Linked DNA regions of Mus musculus: all the other regions are linked to region 2. Evidence: chromatin contacts called from public promoter capture Hi-C data. All regions are on one chromosome and are shown on one strand. The core of a region is the stretch at or near the end of the contact, and the rest is flanking DNA. Distances in the headings are between cores, read along the strand shown. Region 1 holds the start of Serpinb1b (serine (or cysteine) peptidase inhibitor, clade B, member 1b). Region 2 holds the start of Ripk1 (receptor (TNFRSF)-interacting serine-threonine kinase 1). Region 3 overlaps Pxdc1 (PX domain containing 1).

Evidence for each region. Promoter capture Hi-C pulls out the DNA fragments that hold promoters and counts their contacts.
Region 1: a contact with region 2 is called in a promoter capture Hi-C map of hippocampal neurons, with 5 times the contacts expected there. The contact joins the promoter of Serpinb1b here to the promoter of Ripk1 in region 2. A contact is called at or near these places in 8 of 39 promoter capture datasets (the 3T3-L1 cell line, 3T3-L1-derived adipocytes, embryonic stem cells and 4 more), 1 of 15 datasets of contacts at CTCF or cohesin (large pre-B cells), 1 of 484 Hi-C or Micro-C datasets (Th1 cells) and 2 of 115 datasets of contacts at active chromatin or transcription factors (the 230-238 cell line and large pre-B cells).
Region 3: a promoter capture Hi-C map of hippocampal neurons shows a contact between it and region 2, with 3 times the contacts expected there. The contact joins the enhancer-like site here to the promoter of Ripk1 in region 2. A contact is called at or near these places in 7 of 39 promoter capture datasets (HPC-7-derived erythroid cells, cranial neural crest, frontonasal cranial neural crest and 4 more), 2 of 115 datasets of contacts at active chromatin or transcription factors (astrocytes and large pre-B cells) and 1 of 9 other capture datasets (liver).

The regions. Positions count from the first base shown.
Region 1 is chr13:33,082,120-33,085,379 of GRCm38.p6, reverse strand. Serpinb1b (serine (or cysteine) peptidase inhibitor, clade B, member 1b) reads right to left here and starts at 1,277. Exons shown (of 7, transcript NM_173052.2): 1 at 1,163-1,277; 2 at 1-102. The coding sequence starts at 94.
Region 2 is chr13:34,000,890-34,003,851 of GRCm38.p6, reverse strand. Ripk1 (receptor (TNFRSF)-interacting serine-threonine kinase 1) reads right to left here and starts at 1,489. Exons shown (of 11, transcript NM_001359997.1): 1 at 1,146-1,489. It also overlaps a transcript of Serpinb6a not described here.
Region 3 is chr13:34,634,906-34,638,020 of GRCm38.p6, reverse strand. All of the region lies in intron 3 of Pxdc1 (PX domain containing 1), which reads left to right. Among named protein-coding and RNA genes, the nearest start is that of Pxdc1, 16 kb to the left of the region's middle. Within about 2 kb of position 1,825, at least 17 of the 459 cell types and tissues checked have an H3K27ac peak or open chromatin away from gene starts, as enhancers often do. A contact at or near this core is called in hippocampal neurons and liver, where this site is marked.

The DNA.
Region 1 (3,260 bases), core at 28-2,527, 920 kb after region 2:
GAGAGAAGAAGATGTTTCCTGTGGGGCTGCTTTCCTTCAGTGTGTGGAACAGCTCCAAGGTGAAGAGGGTGTTCGCTGAACTCAGCTGCTCCATGGTGAAGGCTGCAACAGACAGGAGATCAGCTTTGCCAGCTACAACACTACCAACACCTATCACAGCTTTGCCACCCACCCCTAGCACCTGCAGTAGGTTAATCCGGCTCCCTCCAATTTTTCCAAAGAGGCAAGAATACTCCTCTAGGCACACAAAGCTGGGGCCAGATATGAGCAGTGACATGGCCCAGGGCCAAGGTTGTCTTATGGCTCTAACTTTCTAGACAGGTGTGTCTTAGGAGAAATTATGCTGGTGGTCCTGGCACAGTGCCCACACTACACAGCCTTCTGTCTGGAGCTCACACATCTCTCTCCCTGTGGGATGTCAGGTTCGAATTCATCTGTGCAATGAATCCAGAAAACCATATGGACCTACTCTGCATACAGGAGAATTCTCGTAAGATAACAATGTTATCATATTAGTTCTCAGTGGTTACAGTCCTCCATGCCTGAGGTCAAGGCTTTAGTCTCAGCTGGAATGAAATATGCAAATTTGGGTTTGCCACTCACTCTCCCTAGTCAGGCTATGGGTGACAGGGAAGAGAGACACTCTCCTGTGTCTATTTGGAAGGAAGCTGGTCCCTGAAGTGGGTAAGCAAGTCCTGCTTGGGACTCACTCCTAATCCATCTGGATCCTAAACTCAGAACTCCAGTTTGTCCAAGTACAGGCCATTCACAGCTGTGTATCTGTGGATGTTTAGCTACCAGGGCTACATCCAGTTATCATTTTTGAGGATCTAGGATCTCACCAGCTTCCTTCCCAACCTCCATCCCTGCAGCCAGGATTGAAGCTATGGAGCAGCAGGGCACTGTCCTCTCAGATAGAGGTTCAAAAAGCAAGCTGAGGGGAAAAACAAAAGCAAAACCATGACTGGGACAGCCTTCCTTCCTCTGGCCAAAGGCTTGGCTTTGGATGTGGCTGGGGAACCACATCGCCTTTCTTGGTCTGGTGTCACAACTAGGGTGAGGGTGAGGCATGGGGAGAGCATGCAGGTCCCAGGAGGACGTGCAGAGAGGTCTCCCACCCTCTTGCCAACCACCTTCCTGGGATGCTGCCCATGGCCCTTACCTCCTCTGTAGCAGCTCTGGCTCCACTTGCTAGAGACCTAGGAAGAAGCTCCCAAGGCCAGCTGCAGCCTTGACTCTGAAAGGAGAGTGTCTTACTGGCAAGCACAAGCTGGGAAGAGAGCTTTTTCTCCCCTGGTGAGTACTTAAAACTGTGCTTGCATGACTGACAAAATGAAAGCAGAAGATTGCAAGCGCCCACAGGGATCCATGTTCCTCCATTCCAGGCTATGCTCTACTTCTCCAAGCAGAGTACTTGATAAATTACTCCTTCCTGAGCTGTGAAAAGCCGAGAGGAAAAACATTCTCATTACCAATCAAATGATTCCTTTTTGAATTCCACTGAAAGACTGCAAAAATGCTAGAGATCCTTTTTTGTAAGGTGTGTGCATGGGGGTGTAGAGGCACCTTTGTGGCCCCTTGAATAAGGTCACAGTGCTCCAGTTTCTAGCTACACCTATGTATGAGAGAGAGAGAGAGAGAGAGAGAGAGAGAGAGAGAAGGAAGAGGAGGAGGAGGAAGAGGAAGAGGAAGAGGAGGAGGAGGAGGAGGAGGAGGAAAAAAAGTCCTTTATGTTGGGTTCCAAAGAAGCAACTGGCTAACTGTGGTACCTATTAGCACACCAAAATTCATTCTGGCTTCTATCTTCCATCAGTACCTGTAGCTCTTCTCAGTTTTTCTCACCTCTCCCCTGAACTAAACATCTCCTCCCTGGGGCCCTGGCTACTCTTCTGCAAGCTTCTCTTTCCTATGTAACCCTGCCATTTTTGGCCATTTGCTCTCTTGGCTATCTTGATTCTCTTCGCTCTTGGTCCCTTCTCCTGGTCCCCTCCCCTCTCACATCTTTTTCTCTCCTTTCCCCCATCACCTGGTGCAGTCTACTAACCATGTTTATCCCACATGGAACATGACCTCATCTCATTCACTTTACTGACCACTGCAGCCCAGTAAGGGTAATCACATTCTGTACAAACCTGACAGTTCTGGTAGTGTCTCCCATTACCATGAATGATCAGGTGGCCCTGCTAGTACTGAGTGGACTGAGCATCTGGAATCCCTGTTTCTTTTAGCCACCATTGGTATTCCTTAAAGGAAGGCGTCAGAGGAGGCTTCTTCACCAAGGCAGGGTCAGAGCTCCCATTTGGGCCACTGGAAGAACAGAGCTACAAGCAACCCCAAGATGTGTGCTCTAAAGAGCAGAGGTGGAAGAATGGCTGGCACACCAAAGCATGGTAGTCAGGAAGCTGTCCTGTCCAGCTCTACAGCCAAGCTTATTGTCCCTCAGCACTGCTGCAGGGCACTTCCTTCTGCTGCAAGTGCAGGGTTTGATGTGCATGCGCCCTAGTCAAATAGTGTCATCCCACTAGCAGGTCATTTGATGTACCATCTTCAGTTCCTGTTGGAGCCATGTTCTCTCCTTCAATAAAGCCATTGATGAGAGAGTACATAGTATGCAGACTTAACATGTTGCATGGGAGTGAGTTCAGTGTCATGGAAGGAAAATTACTGTTCCCAGCGAAGGAAGTCCCCTAAGATCTTAAAAGAACAACATTGTTCTTTTAAGGCTGGTCATGAATTCCCAATCTCCACTCAAATAACCAGTATATGTCCCCATTAGACATCAAGTTGTTTCCATTGAGTCCTTGTTCCCACCCAAGGATCTTTAGACAGTCCATTCATTCAGCTGCCACACTGACCAGGTGTCCAGGCTATTGGCAGTGATACCATAGTCAGTAAAAATATAGCTGGATGTGGCGGCAGAGGTGGCAAGTATGACGCTCATGATGTAGTGGGTATATTATATCCAATCTATGTCAGAAGACGTTCATAAATTGTCCAGAATGTCAGGATCCATCTTAGGACAAGCAAATAACTAGCAGGTGATCTTCCTGAGAGGACCACCTTAGACTGACCTCTACATCAGAATTCCAATAGGCAAGGTGCAGGAGAAAATAATTTTAGGAAAGATTCCTGTTATTAATATGCTTTTCCTGTTATTATTAAACATATATAACAATCGCTAGGTATTAGCCTACCTATTTTGAGCAGATCACTGTAGATCTACAAAAATGTACTATCTTGTAATGATGCTATATAGACAA
Region 2 (2,962 bases), core at 240-2,739:
TCCAGATCCTACTGGAGATATTAAGGAGACATTAACTAAGGTGTAATAGTACTGTGCCCAGTTTGTAAGTTGTTACCTTGGGCACATATCTTATTACAATCTTGAAAGCTTAACATTATGTGTAAGGCTCAAAGTAGCAAAGAATGAGAAAAATGGAAATTAAAGTTAAGAATTGTTACTACTGTTTTTGTCAGTCATACAAACAAAACATCCCAAATTTCATTTTCAATAAGACTAGTATATTTCTACATACAATACAGCTGTGATAGTTCACCTTTCTCACAAGCCTTAGTAGTATCTTTCCAGGGGCTACAGAATTACACAATTAAGTCATTGCATCCCAAAGTTCACTCTACCATCGAGTCTTCATGTGTTAAGAAAGAATACTTTCCTAAAGGTCTTTTGTGGAATTTCTTGATTAAAACAGCTTCAACTCTTTGCACAAAGTAAAAGAGCAAGAAAATCAAATGATCTGCAAGACACAAAGAATGAGTCACCCTGGGCTGCACCATCCATCCTCAGTGGGCTCTGTCCAACGCTTAGGTGAGGAGGATGTGGCTTATCTTTTTCACAACTCAGAAAAGGTCTGCAGCAACCCATAAATGCAAATGCTACTGAGGACCAGAGAAGCCTTGGATGTTTGACACTGGTCTCTCGTTGAGGTCGTAGATCACTCCTGATTTGCCAGCTCACCTCAAAAATAACGATGAAAGCTACCGACTGCTCTGCCACCTGCTGCCCCAAGACAACAGGAATAGACCCTTTTAAAGAGCTGGTAGGTCCAGGGTTGATAGGTTACATTTAGGTAGTCTTGTTGGGGTCCTAAAGCTTCAAGAAGCTGTCATTCCTACCAAAATAATCGTTCCATAGTCACTCTGTAACCATGGCTACGGCGCACCTTCAGTCTCGACTTGAGCTAAAACGACCTCAAGAAGAGTCCAACCTCCCGCTAGATGACAGCAAGTTCCGCGCTTTTCGATTTCCGGGAACGTTTGAAGTCCCGCCCGCCACCCGGCTTCCGGAAACAACGAGCCCCGCCCTCCGGTCCACGCGCAGAAATCGCGCGGCCTCCGCCCCTTCCGGGAAACCAGCTTCTGAGGAAACTAGCGGCGGCGCCCCTGGCCTCGACCCCCGCGCTGACTTACCTCAGAGGCCTTCCCGCGGCCAAGTACCCCGGCCTAGGTGAGGAAGGACGGGCGGTGGACGTCAGGAGCGGCGCCTCGCCGTGGCTGCCCGGCCGGGACGGCCCTGGGCCCTGACGAGGACCGGTCGGAGTTCGGTGCTGAAGTGGCGCCCAGCCACTCGCAGGTCCCCCACAGCCTGCCGCCTCCCGCCGCGTCCAGCTCGCACCTCCGCGGGTCCGCACCGCCGCTGGACTCCCGGGAGGTGAGCGGCACCGACACCCGCGCTCCCGAGGCCGTTCCGGGGGCCGCTGGTCCTCCTCTAAGGACTACTGGGGTGGTGCTAGGCTGCGGCCGCCCCTGTCTCCGCCTCTGCTCACGCCCCGGGGCTGTGTGCACGGGCGAGCGCCAGCCTCCCAGCTGGGCATTGAGCTCTACTGAGCATGCCAGGTTCGCAGCACGACCATCCCGGAGGCCCGCGGGCGGAAGGAATGGCACTTTTGCCTTGCTTTCTGAGCGAGTTCTGAGAGAGCCCTTAAAAAAAATAATACGGCGGTCATAGCTGCTATATGTCAGGGCGGAGACCGCTTGGCCCGCTAGATAGCGCTGTGTGCGACAGTGGCCTTTGCAAGCTTTGTGGGTTCAGAGGTGACACGGTGACAGAACCACTGGTAAATTATCGTTCGTCCACCACAGCAGCCTGTCGAGGAAGAAACGTGATTAATTTGTAGCCCTCGAAAATAGTAGTTGAAACCCCAAGCAGAAACTGTGTTGCTGCAGGTGTCATTAAGAAGAAAGTTGCACGATAGTCCAGTGATCCCTTATTGTCAAAAGATAAATATGACAAGACAGAGAGAGGGCCACAAAAGACACGATAAAGGAGTCTTATTAAACCATACACACGACCACTTTAAGAAAATTCACAGCCATTTTACCAGATACCTCACCATACAAATAAGCATTAAAAAGATGCTCAATGTCAAAGGACATTAGGGGAACTCAACTTTGATGTAGAGTACACATAAAATGCCCCCAAATCCCAAACATTCACCGATGTTAACAAAAACGTACACTAACTGAAAATCACATACATTCCTGCAAAGAATGCAAAACCTTTATGGTTACTGTATGATTTATCAGTTTCACATACAGGTATGTACCCAAATGAACATACATCTAGTGTATAAACACATGTACTTAAGTTGGGTTTTTTGTTTGTTTGTTTGTTTGGAGTTCTTTCCGGGTGGGATTGGGTGTGTGTGTGTGTGTGTGTGTGTGTGTATAAAACTCCACATATGGGAGGCCAGGAGCCCACCTCCAGTTAGCTCCTTCTTACAATGCATCTTTTTCTTTTCCATACAAGGTATTACTTTTACCTTTTGCTTGTGGAATGGACTAAGCTGTCTGGCCAAGGCAAGAGGCACCAGGGGTGTCTCCATGGCCAGTTTTGTTTGTTTGTTTCTGTATGAGTGCTGGGGATTGAACTCAGATCCATATGTTGCCATGGAAAGCACTTTGCTGAAGGAACCATGAGCTATCTTCTTCAGGTTCCTGTACATTGTTTTTCCTTAAGTTTTTTGTTTGTTTTATTTACGAGTGTGTATATAATAGAGTGCAGATTCTCCTAGAGGCCACAGAAAGGTATCAGGTCCCCTGAAGTTAGAGTTTACAGGTGAACTGTCTGGTGTGAGTCTGGGAACCAAACTTGGGGTCCTCTGCAAGAGCAGTATGTGCTTTTAACAGCTGACTCACACTTCCAGCTCCTGTATCTGAAAAATTTAAAGGTTTATTTGATATGTCTGAGTGCTTTGATTGCACGTTTGTGCACCACTTGCATGCCT
Region 3 (3,115 bases), core at 576-3,075, 630 kb before region 2:
ATGAAGGTGAGGGAGGACTGTGGTGAAGGCATGGGAGGACTGTGATGAAGGCGTGGGAGGACTGTGGTAAAGGTGTGGGAGGACTGTGGTGAAGGCGAGGGAGGACTGTGGTGAAGGCATGGGAGGACTGTGATGAAGGTGAGGGAGGACTGTGGTGAAGGCATGGGAGGACTGTGATGAAGGTGAGGGAGGACTGTGGTGAAGGCATGGGAGGACTGTGATGAAGGTGTGGGAGGACTGTGGTGAAGGCATGGGAGGACTGTGATGAAGGTGAGGGAGGACTGTGGTGAAGGCATGGGAGGATTGTGATGAAGGTGAGGGAGGACTGTGGTGAAGGCGTGGGAGGATTGTGCTTAGTGGCTGTGGTTTCAAGGCCCTTTCCAGTGTGTCTATGGGGTGGGTGGACTCAGCCTCTACCACTGACTGGGCTCTAGAAAGGTCACTTCCCTGGCTCAGAAAAATGATCGCTGAATCCTTACTAAGCAGCGTTAAGTACCTTCTACTTGGTGACTGCCAAGTGTGTTATTTTTACTTCCAAAGGAGTTAATTTGACATATTAGTTAGAATACTTAAGAAAGAATATAATGACGATGAAAATATTAGGGAGGCATTCTTTTAAACAATATTTATTATTTTAGTTTTGTGTCTGTATATGTGTTTTGTCTGCACGTCTGTAGCATGTATATTTACATGTGTGTGCCTGGTGTCCACAGAGGCTAAAGAAGGCACTGGAGCTCTCAGAACTGGAGTGGTAGACGGTTGTGAGCCACCAGGTGGGTGCTGGGAACTGAGTGTGGGTCTTCTGGAAGAACATCAAGTATTCTTAACTGCTGAGCGTATCTTCAGCCCCAGGAAAGCATTTCTGAGGTAATGACTGGAGTCAGTGGCCGACCTGCGGAAGTGAGGGAGCCCCTTTGAGGAGGTGTTGAATTTGGCTGTTGGCTTTAGGGAAGCTTTTAGCTTTGGTATTGTTGGCATTGACATTGTACTGAGCCTTCTAGCACTGAAAGTCAGCCACTGTAAGGGGAAGTCAACACCGTGAGGCCTACAGAGGAAGGAAGGGGCCCCATGGCCTGCTTGCTGTTTTCCTAAAAGCTGGCTATACTTGTCCAGATAATTGTTTTATTTTTTATTTTTTTATTTTTTCATTTCTTTGGGAGGCTAACCTTTAACTTACTATTTAGCGCAGGCTGGCCTTGAACTTACAACAGTCCTCCCTAACTATGTCAACCTCCTCAGTATTGGAATTATAGGCATACACCACTTGCGGGAGAACCCACGACCGTGAGTGCACAGGGTGGGTGGTCCATATGGGCTGTTCATTGTGTAGCAACTTCCTGGTTATCTTAGAGGAGAGCAGGCAGTTTAAGGGCCTAGGGGTCTTTTTTAAACTGGCATCTGAGCTCTAGAACCTTCTATTCAGCTGATTGCATGTAGTGAGGCAGTTTGTCTGGGTTGTCTGAACAATGGATGACTTTTGATCTTGTCATATCATATCCAGATCTTGGGGCTCCTCCACTGGACTCTGGTTATTGTTTGTGTTGTGACCCTCAAGGGTCACCAAGGCAAACCCTCCCTCCCACTTCATTCCCTCCAAGTCTTTCCATTTAAGAAACAGATGGCGATGGTGAAGACCTACACCGACCTTTCTCTTCTTCTCTTGGGGGATTTCTTCCTGCACTCTGGCATTTGGAGAGCCGGTGGGTGCCATGGAGTTGCCACAGATTCCCCTATCTGGGGATGCTGATTTATGGAGCCTGGGACTTGAGAGGCCTGTTTTTTCTCTTTGGATGTTGAGGCTGTAGGTGGTGAGGGCTCCACCAGATGGCAGCAGGCACTGGTTGTACTGAAGAAATCCTGTCAATATTCTAGTGCTTTGGCAAGGATAGCCACTCAGACTTAAGCATTCATTTCCTGTGTTGATCTAAATGTTTATCAAACCCAAGAGCACACGGATGCGGTGCAGCCATGACTACGTAGCACTAAGGAAACAGAGGTCTCAGGTCTCAGCTTCTCTGGGATATGCTAGTAGAACCCGTAGATTTCATCCACAGAAGTAAGTTGTTCCCATCAAGGTTTGATAGGGAATACTTTTTGTTGTTGTTCATTAATCCAGTATCCATTCGATCTTAGCCATAAGCTTTACTATATAGAGATAGACAGGTCATCTAGTTAACAAAAGGATATTGCTTAGGCTTTTGTTCTGTTGTTGGAGTAAACTGAAAATATAATGCTAGGGAGGACTTAGAAAGGAGGAAGGCGGTACTGTGAATGCTTCCGAGGCTGGTTAAAGACCTGCAGAAGAAAGGAATCAGGAAATTGATGACCTGAAGGGTTAATGACAGTTAGGAAAATCACCATTACAACACCATGTACACTAACTGGGAAATATTGCAAATTTTTTCCAGTGATGGAGATAAGCTAAGACCAATGGGGGAAGTTCAAGGAAAAACAGGGTTGTTTGCACAGTATTAAGACCTTGTTCTCTGAGATATTTGATAATGGCAAAGAGAAAGCAACCTACCCATCCCGGTTTAGCATCGCCAGTAGGCCTGTGCACACTGTTGCAACACACACATGCACACACGCATGCCCCATACTTCCACAGAGGGGCACTCAACATGCCTTGTGGGATTCTGCCCAGTGACATATCATCACCGAGTTTTAGCCACCTGGATATCCAGCTCCAAGGAAGAGTTGTGAAGTCGCTCACCTGAATTCCTCACAAGGCCTGCATGAGAAACACGGACAGACCAAAGCCATCAGAGTCAAGGAGATCCCGACAGCTCAGTGTAGCCAAGTTCTGGACTGCATCTGTAGCAGAAGAAAGTAGCAGTAGTGAGGCACTAGAGAAACCCCAATGAAGGGGCTTTACACTCAGTAGCATCATCCACTGGGTATTCCCTGAATGTGATGAGGGACCTTAACTGTACGAAGTATTGACAATAGGGGGGCTGCTATGGGTCATGTGGGAGTCCTGTCTGTGCCTTCATGGCTTACCTACAATTCTAAAATTAACTATAAATTAAGCATTACAGAATAGGAACATAGGAACATGAAAGCATCTTGCGGTCTAGAGAATGGCTCAGAGGCAGAACCATGCCTAGCAAGGCGA